2 separate regions of the Danio rerio genome follow, and region 2 is linked to region 1. Evidence: chromatin contacts called from public Micro-C data. All regions are on one chromosome and are shown on one strand. Each heading gives the region's core, a stretch centred on a gene start, on an enhancer-like site or on the middle of the called end of the contact. The rest is flanking DNA. Distances are from core to core; before and after follow the strand shown.

What was found. Hi-C and Micro-C count contacts between places; a contact is called where the count stands out from the background.
Region 2: a contact with region 1 is called in a Micro-C map of caudal fin, with 5 times the contacts expected there. The contact joins two enhancer-like sites. A contact is called at or near these places in 1 of 18 Hi-C or Micro-C datasets (caudal fin) and 1 of 4 datasets of contacts at active chromatin or transcription factors (caudal fin).

What each region holds. Positions count from the first base shown.
Region 1 is chr2:28,972,137-28,977,589 of GRCz12tu, reverse strand. LOC141378206 (a long non-coding RNA gene) reads right to left here and starts at 4,863. Exons shown (of 3, transcript XR_012392126.1): 1 at 4,550-4,863. Within about 2 kb of position 1,454, at least 2 of the 62 cell types and tissues checked have an H3K27ac peak or open chromatin away from gene starts, as enhancers often do. A contact at or near this core is called in caudal fin, where this site is marked.
Region 2 is chr2:29,138,219-29,143,685 of GRCz12tu, reverse strand. tnika (TRAF2 and NCK interacting kinase a) reads right to left here. Exons shown (of 31, transcript NM_199703.1): 27 at 5,389-5,467; 28 at 5,045-5,194; 29 at 1,376-1,535. Among named protein-coding and RNA genes, the nearest start is that of slc2a2, 14 kb to the left of the region's middle. Within about 2 kb of position 2,200, at least 2 of the 62 cell types and tissues checked have an H3K27ac peak or open chromatin away from gene starts, as enhancers often do. A contact at or near this core is called in caudal fin, where this site is marked.

The DNA of each region.
Region 1 (5,453 bases), core at 205-2,704:
ACATGTTGTGTTCCATACATTAAATTGGAGGATTGGAACAACATTAGTAAACAATGACAAGTTTGTCATTTCCATGTAGTTGCCAAATGAAGATTCAATATTTAAATAGAGATATTTAAGATTAAATACCGACCTTTACAAATAAAAACAAACAACAACAATAATGTCTGTTAGAACAAATACCTGATGGTTTCATAATATACAAACAACAGTATTTTAAGCTGTATGAAATAATACAACATTATATGACTCAATACTCTATTTGTTGACTTCATAACAGTCAGATCTGTAAAACCAGTATAATTACAGGTTCTCGATTCATTTTCTCTCCAACACCCTTGACTGAGCGCCAGGCAGCACATATTAGTCTGAACGACACATGCATGAGTCTTGTGTGGAGCCCAAGCAGATGAATATTTTATCCATGCGCATTCTTAAGTTATCGTCAAAATTATAAACACTTCCTGTTTAACTGCTTCCTCTTAGTGAAGATGGGAATTTACCTTAGTGTTACACAGTAGTCATACTTTTTTGGGAGCATAAATGCAGTTTGAGAACATATCAAGGCTCTTACTATGTGAACTGAGATACTTTACAAAGTTTCAATATTATAGTGAATTGCAACACATTTTATGAAAACATAAAAGACAAACAAAGTAAGGTTTTGGTTTGTTAATTATGCATCTAGCTCTAGATTTAATTAAAGATTTTGTAAGTATAATGTTTTTTAAAACAATTTTATTTCTTAAATTCTTATCACAGCCTGCGAGATGTAAGACTTAACTAATAATATATTAATATATTATAAATAATTATAAATAAAAAATATTATTATACTGTAGATAAATTAATACTACTAATAAAATATTATTAAACAATATATGAATTAATATGACTAAATATAATTAATCAAATAAATCTTTTTACTAATAATCATGCCAACATTTGTGAAATATTATATAAAATATTTTAAGGTTCTATACAGCACTTTCAAAGCATTTATAAGAATATACTGTAAATGGTTCTGCTATTGTTATAAGCTGAAGAACACTAATTTGGTGCTGTTTAGAGCCACTTTTTCTCTAAGTGTATGAACTTTAAATTTCATAAAACCATGGGTGATTAATCATTTAGCTTAGAGGTAAGAATTAATTAAAATCTGAAAAAAAAAATTTAATTTAAAAAATGTGTTTTGTTTTAGACCTTTAATAGTGTGTGTGTTTTTTAAATAAGATGCTTTTGATACAGTAATTCACAAAAAAAAGACCAGCTCACAAGACTTAAGCTACAGCAGTCTACCTCTGACAAGCCTTTGAGAGCCACATTATATTTGAAAATTATTAATTTAGAGAAATATGAATAATTCAAAAAGCAAAAAAAGTTCAACAAGGCACGGCTGGAGGTATGCCCTGAGGTTAAGAGGCACGGCTTCTAACATAAAACGAAGACGGAGAACAGGAAAATCTACTTGAAAAAAAAATTCAAAAGCTCCATCTAGAGGTGTCCTTCACTGCATTTTGACTCCAAAGCCATTGTTTTAAAATTTCCCATTTTTTTGTTGTTTACTGAATGAGGATTTCTTAAATAAGGATACAGAAATTTAAAAACCTCCGCTCTGCACCTTAATTTTACATTTCATCTTGGTAAAACTAAAAAAATTATTCATTAAGATTCACATAAAACTAGTGTATAGTATGAAGCCATCTTGAGGCCCTTGAAAGTGTGAGCACCAGGGACTCCGAGATGTATGCCTCCTAACCAATTTTACTTCTTTGTCCTCATATAATCTGGATCAGTGGTTCTCAAACGTTTTTCATCAAGTACCACCTCGGAAAAAAGTTGTCTTTGCAAGTACCACCATAATGAGCAGTTTTGAAACACAGTAGTGTATTAGGTCTAGTAAAGCAGCTTAAGCTCTGTACAGTTCAAAAGGGAGGCATATTAGTTCCTATTATTAAGAACATTTAAATTAAAATGTGCTTTTAAAAGTTGAAAATGGTAGGTTACTGTTCTTAAAAAGTAAAAAAAAAAAAAAAAAGAAGAAAAAAAAAGAAATAACTCCTGGTTTATTAGCACCTGGAAATGTTGCCCGGACCTCATAAATATAGGCTTTATGTCATCATATTCGTATATAAATCTTTTTTGATCATTTATTTAAATATATGTAGCATATTTACATATTACATATTTAATTCATCTGCATACCTTTAGAAGGAAGCCTGTGTACCACTAGTGGTACAAGTACTACAGTTTGAGAACCACTGAACTAGGTGAATCAAAGACAATAAAAATCTAAGATTTTAGTTGTTGTTATAAAAAGAAACTAAGAAAGGAATTAATTACAATAAACAATCATTCCAGAAGTTTAAAAAAACTGTATGTTTTTTCAGTAAAACATTTCAAGAAGTACGGTATGTCTCTAGACTCTAGTGCCCCTAGTTAAAATGTACAATACAATAAAAACTTACTTTAAAAAATAAAGTCCTTTGTTGACAATGACAGTTTCACAAAAACATTTAACATCTATTCCAGGTTATTTAAAGTGGATAAAGGTCTAAAGTTTCCTTTATATCAGGGCTCACCAATATCGGTCCTCGAGGGCTGGTGTCTCTATAGTTCCAACTTGCCTTCACACAACCTTACCTAAGAGCTTGGAACTCTACAGTATCTACAGCGCCCCCTAACATTTACAATTTGTCACTGTGGTTTCTACAGTTTTTGTCTGATATTCACAAATATTGGTATAGGGATTTGATTTGATGACAACAAACTATTTCACATAAACTTATTGGGTCTGCTCAACAGGATGCTGCCATCTTGGGTTGTTTGGAAAAAGGCAAGCTGTGGATTTTGAAATATTTCACAGAAGATTTATAAAGTGGCATTAAATTACAGGATGAAAATATTGTCAAGCCACTATATTATATATGGATTTGACACATGTATGCCCTTATATATATTTTTTATATATATCTGAGATGGTGTGACAATGATGTTGCAATAAAGAAACTTGACCAAAAAAAGATTGTTTTGTATTTAGATTGGTATGGTGTGCTAGTTTTAAAATATTTATTCATTTGAACATTTTAACAACTAAACACACTTTTGTGAGCCACATGACAAAGGTCACATTTTATTTTCTTGCTCATCTTTAAAATTAATCATTTAATGTAATGATTCCGTTTATACTTTGTGTCACATTGTTTATTTTGAATGAGCAAGAAAACTCATTTGCAACCAGTAAATATCATTCATAAATTTTATCTAAGCAACCACAAGATGGTAACACTTACTAGACACTTCAATCACCACTCAGGGCAAAAGGAAGTTACAAAGTGTAAAAAAAAAAATTGTGTAAATGATGCTCATGTCATTGTTGTGTTAATGAAAGTTTTTTTTTTTTTTTTTTCTAACTTTGTCCTTGGCTCCACATCTGAAGATCACTTGGAGCAGAGTCTGACTGAGGTGGCTGAATGTGCCAACATCTTTGGAAATCCAAAACAACTGCCTAATATGAAATCCAGTATGAAAGTCTCAATATAAATCAGGGTAAAGTCTTCCACACTAGATCAGGGTGCAGATTTATGTGTCACGAGACGCTACAGTGGTTACCGTTTTTTTTTTTTTTTTTGGACAGCATAAACGTGTGTTCGGTCAGGATGATAATGACAACGATGAATGTATGTGTATCCAGGAGTTCACTGTTTGAGTGTGTGTGTGAATGCACTCGGAGGAGAGGTGTGTCTGTGGTCCTTTACTGACTCGATGGGTGCCGAGAAGTGTTAAACAGCTAAGTGTGTATGGAAAATGCAGCTAAAAGTCCAACACAATGGTAATAGTTTATGTCGTTTACATGTCTGTACTGCATTTCAATAATACGACTCCAATAGAGTAGGAGTACTCCACATGTCTCAATTCGATTGGTGTTTACGGCTATTATGACATTTTACAAGTACACAACTATTAATGTGCAACTTCGAATTCAAAACACAGGTGTCTGTGTGTGCAAATCAAGAGATTCAGCTGTTCACATCAGAGCTGTGAGTGTACATTTCAACCTACACATACAAATATTATTATCACAAGTTCTCACATTTACATTTGCAAGCTTTCGGGTTTTGCTACTGATTTACCTTCATACAAGAAAATAAGATACACTGCAGGCAAACAAAGTCATAATTGGACAAACAAAAGTGTCATTGGAGCTACGTATGAATAAAGTTGAATACTCTGTCATCAGATGGAATGTTTGTCAATGTTTGGTTCCTTTTTTTGACCTTTAACATCAGGACTTTTACGATGGAGGAGAGAGCTCCCAGATTTAATCTAAAATACCATAGCCTAATTTGTGTTATGACTACGATGGAATGTCTCAACAACAATACCAATATCAATACTATTTTAGAGCTTCTAGACATGACAAACTTGCATTTCCCATCACAGCAGTTTTCAGAAGCAACGCTGCATTTGTTTAAATTATGAATCAGTAATAAGTAATCAGCAATGCAATACAAAAAAATATAATTATTAACATAAGGATTCGAAATACTTGTGAACGCCAATGCAAATTTGCCAGAGAATGCTTTTCTCATTTGTGAAGCGGACGATCTGTTTAATGAGCCGTTTCGCCATAGCAGACAGCTACAGTACACAGTAATTGAGACAGTGATGCGCTGTTCAAGTGACACGTGTGGTTATCGAGGCATGAGAGCTCAACAATTGACCAAACAGCTTTCGAAGAAACCAAACGCTGCTCTGAAGCTTTTAGACCGCGGACGATAAGATGTCATTAAGGTCAGAGAGATAATCTATCAACTCTTTTCACTCTTGATTTCGGTATCTCCGAACATGATTCCACTCAGCGGATGTCATTAGCGTTTGCCGCTCTCTATCAGGTGTCTGCTCCAATGAGGCACGTTTGAAGACGAGCCGCTGGACAGATTTGCATTTAAATTGCTTCATAATGACCGTGTTTCGAGACTTCCAGGTTTGGGCACAGACCAGAGCCAGTTCCCCCCCCTGCGAAATGACAACGTTAAAACTAATGCTCGCAAGGACACGACTCATAATTTTAAAGCTCTGTCCCAGCCGCTGTTGCCTAAAGGGCATGTTTTGATTGGATTCTGGTGTTAGACTGGAAAGTAAGACAACATTAGAATATGATTTAAGATCAGCTATTGCTGTAAAAGACCCAGAGGAAACCATTGAGAGAAACTTTGAAAGTTTTCGGGATTTATTTGAATGTTATTTAGGGACAATTTCCGAACAAATGTACTAATATGGAGGCAGACTTAAATGGAGCCAGAGGTGGTTTCAGGTTGTCTATCAAACAAAGTAACTACAGAACGTATGATTTTTATGAAATGTGCTTGAAAATGTGGCAAAGGCGTAGAAAGATTTATGAAATATTTATATTACATTTTAAAATATTGAAAGAATGAAATCAAAACATG
Region 2 (5,467 bases), core at 951-3,450, 170 kb before region 1:
AAGATTATTAAGTATGTATCCCCTTGATTCTATGCTATCCCATGATGCCATGTGGGAGAATTCATAAATGGGAGTGATGCAACGCAACTGATGCAAGTAGGTCACGCGATAATGATAAATGGCGGATGTATACGTCCGAGCTCCATTTATACCACTCACATTACTACTATATAAAGTGTACTTTTCTAATGGTCGTTTAGTAAATTTAAATTCAAATGAAGTACCTACTCGATTCAATTCAATTCAGTTTTATTTCTATAGCACTTTTACAATGTAGATTGTGTCAAAGCAGCTTAACATAGAAGATTATAGTAAATTGAAACAGTGTCAGTTCAGTTTTCAGAGTTTGTAGGCGAGTAGTACGCGATTTCGGACGCAGCCATAGATATGTGCAGTGTTGTTGGTCCTCCAGGAACATGGTTGAGAACCACTGCTTGACATTAACACCCGCTAAATGCGGGTAGATTTCAGCTTTGGCGGGTTAGATGGACACTCCCACTAGCCACTTTGGCTGATTGAAAATAACTTTTAAATTGTAGTTTTCTTAAAAACAGGTTTCGACTATAAGGATGACCCAATATGCGTGCAGTTGCCATCTTAAAATCTTGAAGCAGCATGACTGACAAAAATAACAGCTGAAGAGAATCGCGTGACCGTTTAAAATGCGTGCGCGCTCCTGTTTTCTTTCATGAAGCAACCGTGTCTGGAAACGCAACTGTGATCGCTTCTCTTTCAAATAGACTAGACAAAAAATTATGCTTATGCACCCACAGTCCTGCTGCTTTCAAGAGCTCCTCCAGATTTTGGTAAATCCTTCATTTTGAGCTCTGAAAAGTCATGTGAAATAAAAACTAATTGCAATATACTCTAAACACCACTATAAAACCATGACACATTTGCTCATGCTCATTGAGCAAGCTCAAACACGACACACAAAAAGTGAAATGAATGAGGAGGCATGTGGACATAACATAGCATGTCCAAGTCTAATTTATTCATATAAATTACCCATCTCTTATGCATATAACTTTTCCCATTTCTGGGAAACAGCCACACACACACATGCACTCAAACTGCGGACAATTTAGCCTACCCAATTCACCTGTACCACATGTCTTTGGACTTTGAGGGAAACCGGACTACCCGAACGCAGGGAGAACATGCAAATTCCACACAGAAAGCCAACTGAGCCGAGGTTCGAATCAGCGACCTTCTTGCTGTGAGGCGATAGCACCACCTACTGTGCCACTGCATCGCCTAAATCAAGCTTTAAATCCTGCTTTATAAAACATAGTTTTTTAAATGACTGCAAGTAAGTCCTAAAACAAATATAGCACCAACTACAGTATGACATATGTCATTGTGGCAGACTTACCAACAGAGGTGGGCATCTCTCCCCACTGCAAGACAACGTCCTTGGTGATTCTGCCGTAGGTATTGACATAAACGCCCTCATCTTCATAACACAGCAGCATCTCCATGCCATCAGTCTTCGGAAGCACCACGATGGCATGAGGAGTCACAGTGCTCTGAATCTAAGGAAGAAAAAAAGATGTTACAGGCTGCAGTGCTAAAGGAGACCAGTAGAGGGCCACATTTTCCAATCTTGTTCATTAATGTTTACTGGGAATTTAAGGGAATGTACTGCAAAAGTGCACTATTAACAAAACAAAAAACAAAAAAAGAAACATTAAAAGAAGTATTTGCATTGGTGTCATATAAGAACTTCTTTGGTTCATTAAAAATTCATTAAAAATGAATAAAATTTTTAATGAAAAATTCATAAGCATTTTTTTTATTATCTGAAGATAAACTACTAATTTAAAGAACCTTTTTGAATTTAAATAATATTTGTTCCACAGACATCAAATGTTCATCATTGAACTATCAATGTCACTAAAGAAGCTTTATTTTTTAAAAATGTACACAAGGAAAAAATGCAATAAATTGCTCAACTAATTTTGGCACATATATTTAAGCATATTTCCGCTTAAACACATTATTAGACAGATAGAACATTATTTCTCATTTGATGAATATCATTACAATTTCAGCTCATTATTTTAACCGCTTCTTCATGAATTGGTCTAAAAATAGCTTCTGCCTTCCTGAAATCGCTTTTCACACTTTCAAATGCCGTGAAGGGAACATAACATGTGGAGGCACATGTTATTTCACCAAGATTAGACTACAACCCCCAAGAGCAACACTGCCAAGGGAACATCTGAACCAATTGAGAGGATGTTGCCTGTAACTGGATCCCCTAACCAGAAGCACAGCTAAATTGTGTTTTTCCAGATGCCAAACCACAGCCTGTTATCGGTGAGATGAACACAGGTCTAAACAGGTGCATTCATGTTTCATTTGTAGTTATACAATTATTTGTGTTGTATCAGGAAAACAAATTAACTGGGGATTGTGGCAAAACTGTCGAAATTCAATATTAACTTCCCACAAGACAAAAGTCTGTTTAGGCTGAGCATGATTAAAGTGAGTAAATGTTTGATGCTCCTAAACCAAAACAATTAACCTCTATTCACAACGTACATGATCAATCACAATGAAAAAAAAACACAAGTTTTCTATGTTTTCTGAGTTTTCTGGAGAACAGATCTTTTTTATTCGTTAACATTTGAGTAAATTGCCAAGAGAATATGAATCAATGGTTAGTTTAATATTTTATTAAACTGGAAACATGGTAGTTTGTGTTTCTGGTGTAAAATCAAGAAAAGCATTTTATGAGATGCAAATTTGCAATATGTTTACATGAACACCAATAAACCTATTTTAATATGCTTAAGACAATACTCTGATTAAGAGTATCACATAAACAGCAATTTTTGATTAATTTAATATGATTAATAATCAGACTAATCAGAAATGGAATTGAGACATGTGGAGTGTTTAGATTTTAGTTGCTGTCTTTAAGTGCAGTACAGACATGTAAACACATTAATCAGACTATTACATCATGTAGGACGTTTCACCGCAATTTGTAACAGGATAGTCCATACACACACAGCTATTTGACACAAGTATCATGAAATACGGATTTTTTTTCATATAAGGTGTGCTGTATCAAATTATATTTGCACTCTTCCAGCAGTTCATAATCGCTTCCATTATGTTGTTTGTCACGGGGGGCACACATGAAATGTTCCTGAATGAAAGTGAAAGTGCCAAACTGCAGGTAAAGTCGAAAAATTAAGAGCGAAACACCTGAAATTACATGAAACTCCAGAGGAATGTGGATAGCATGGTGACACAATGACGTTAATCGATCTATGTGCTATAACATGTAAAACAGGATCATGAAAGGAACATTCAAAAACCAACTTGTGTAAACACTTTAATTATATTATTGCCTTATTCTGAACAAGGCAAATATGTCGACTACTGATGTCCATGTAAACATAGTCAGTCAGTTCTGAATTTGTCAACAGCTATGTTTTTGGTTTGCTTTGTCTCTTTGGGCTCAGTGTGAAAGGTCGCATACATGTATTTTTTTGTATTGAGTAATTGCAATTATATATTTAAGTTTTTACATTTGAAATCAAGTCCACACTACCATAATTAAAGGTCCATACATATCATACTATCAGAACGTTTAAAATAAACAAACAGAAAAAAAACTAAGTCACCTCTTAGATCCCTGACTAACTCTAAACAGTAAGCAGCCGGGTTCATCACTTATTATGGTCCCCGGCACATTTTTTGTTGTGATCTGTTCTATTTGCAGCCTATTTTTGTATTTGCATGTGTTGTGAGAATCTGTGTGCGCAAGTGTTGTCAAGCTGATTCAAATATTTTCTGAGCTCCCTCAGAAAAGTGTCAACACATCTAAACACATTTAGATCTTCACGTTGCATCAGGTTACTTCTTATATGTTTTAATTATTCAGTTTGCCAAGTGATTTATTTTTTATTTTTTTCATAATAAAATCACAGCACTAACATTTACGAACACATCACTTACATGTGACGATATGTAGAGGTCATAGGGGCTTCCAGAATCCACATCATTGATGTGAAAGTAAAAATTGTTTTGTATTGAGTAAATACATTTGAAATAAAGTCCATACTAACCATATTATCAGGACGTTAAAATAAACAAACAGAAAAAAAGTAAAACTCCCCTCTTAGACAACATTTGCGAACACAAGATTTGTGTTCGCAAATGTTGTCAAGCTGATTAAAATGTTTTCTCTATTTGTAGATGTTTTTTCTTTATTTGAATGCATTCTCTAAATTTGCAGCGCATTTGAGCTCTGACGGAGACCATAGAAAAGTGTCAACACATGTAAATACATTTAGATCTTCACATTGCATCAGGGAACTTTATTAATGTCTTTATTAAAAAAATATTCAGTTTATCAAGTGATTTTTTTCTATAATAAACCACAGCACTACCTAGTATGAAACTACTATTTTTGTTCATTTTATAACATTTACAACACATCACTTACTACATGTGATGGTATGAAGATGTCATAGGAGCTTCCAGAATTCACATTGATGATGTGAAAGTAAAAATTATTTTGTATTGAGTAATAACATTCAAAATAAAGTCCATACTACCAGAATTAAAAGTCCATAAAAAACACAATATCAGAATGTTTTAAATAAATAAACACAAAAAGAAAACTCACCTCTTAGATCCCTGAAACACCACTCAAAACAGGAAGCAGCTGGGTTTGTTACTTATTATGGTGCCCCGGCACATTTTTGTTGTGATCTGTGCTATTTGCAGCATATTTCTGTATTTGCATGTGTTGTGAGAATTTGTGTGCGCAAGTGTTTTCAAGCTGATTATAATTATTTCTCTATTTGTTGATGCTTTTTATATGAACAGATTTCCTTAACTTGCCGCCCTTTTGAGTTCTCTCACCTACCTCAGAAAAGTGTCAACACATGTAAATACTTCCTATATGTCTTAATTATTTAGTTTATCAAGTGATTTTATTTTCACAATAAAATTGCAGCACTATTCAGTATGAAACTACTGTTTTTGTTCAGTTGATAATATTTACAATCACATCACTTACATGTGACGGTATGTAGATGTCGTAGGGGCTTCCGGAATCCACATCGATGACGTGAAAGCCCACACTAGAGCCGTAGATGACCTTTAACCTCTGACCCTCTTCTACTGTGAGGTCCACCAGCTGAGGTCTGTGCTGCAGCTCTGTGAACGACTGCCAGGCAGAAAGAGATGCATGTCAAGACTTAACAATTGGATAAACAGGCAGTTAATGCACGCAAACCTCAAAGGCATTTTTACCCTTTACAAATGATTCTGTCACAAACTGGCTAAATAGGCAGAAAAGCAAGCATGTAAGAAATGCAGAGAAAAACTGAGAGATGAGAAAATGTTCTTAGAGCACCATACCTTGAAAGCCATGAATTTATGGTACGGCTTGGGGGCCCATGCGTAAATCTCTACCGAGTTCTTCAGTGCAATCACCAGG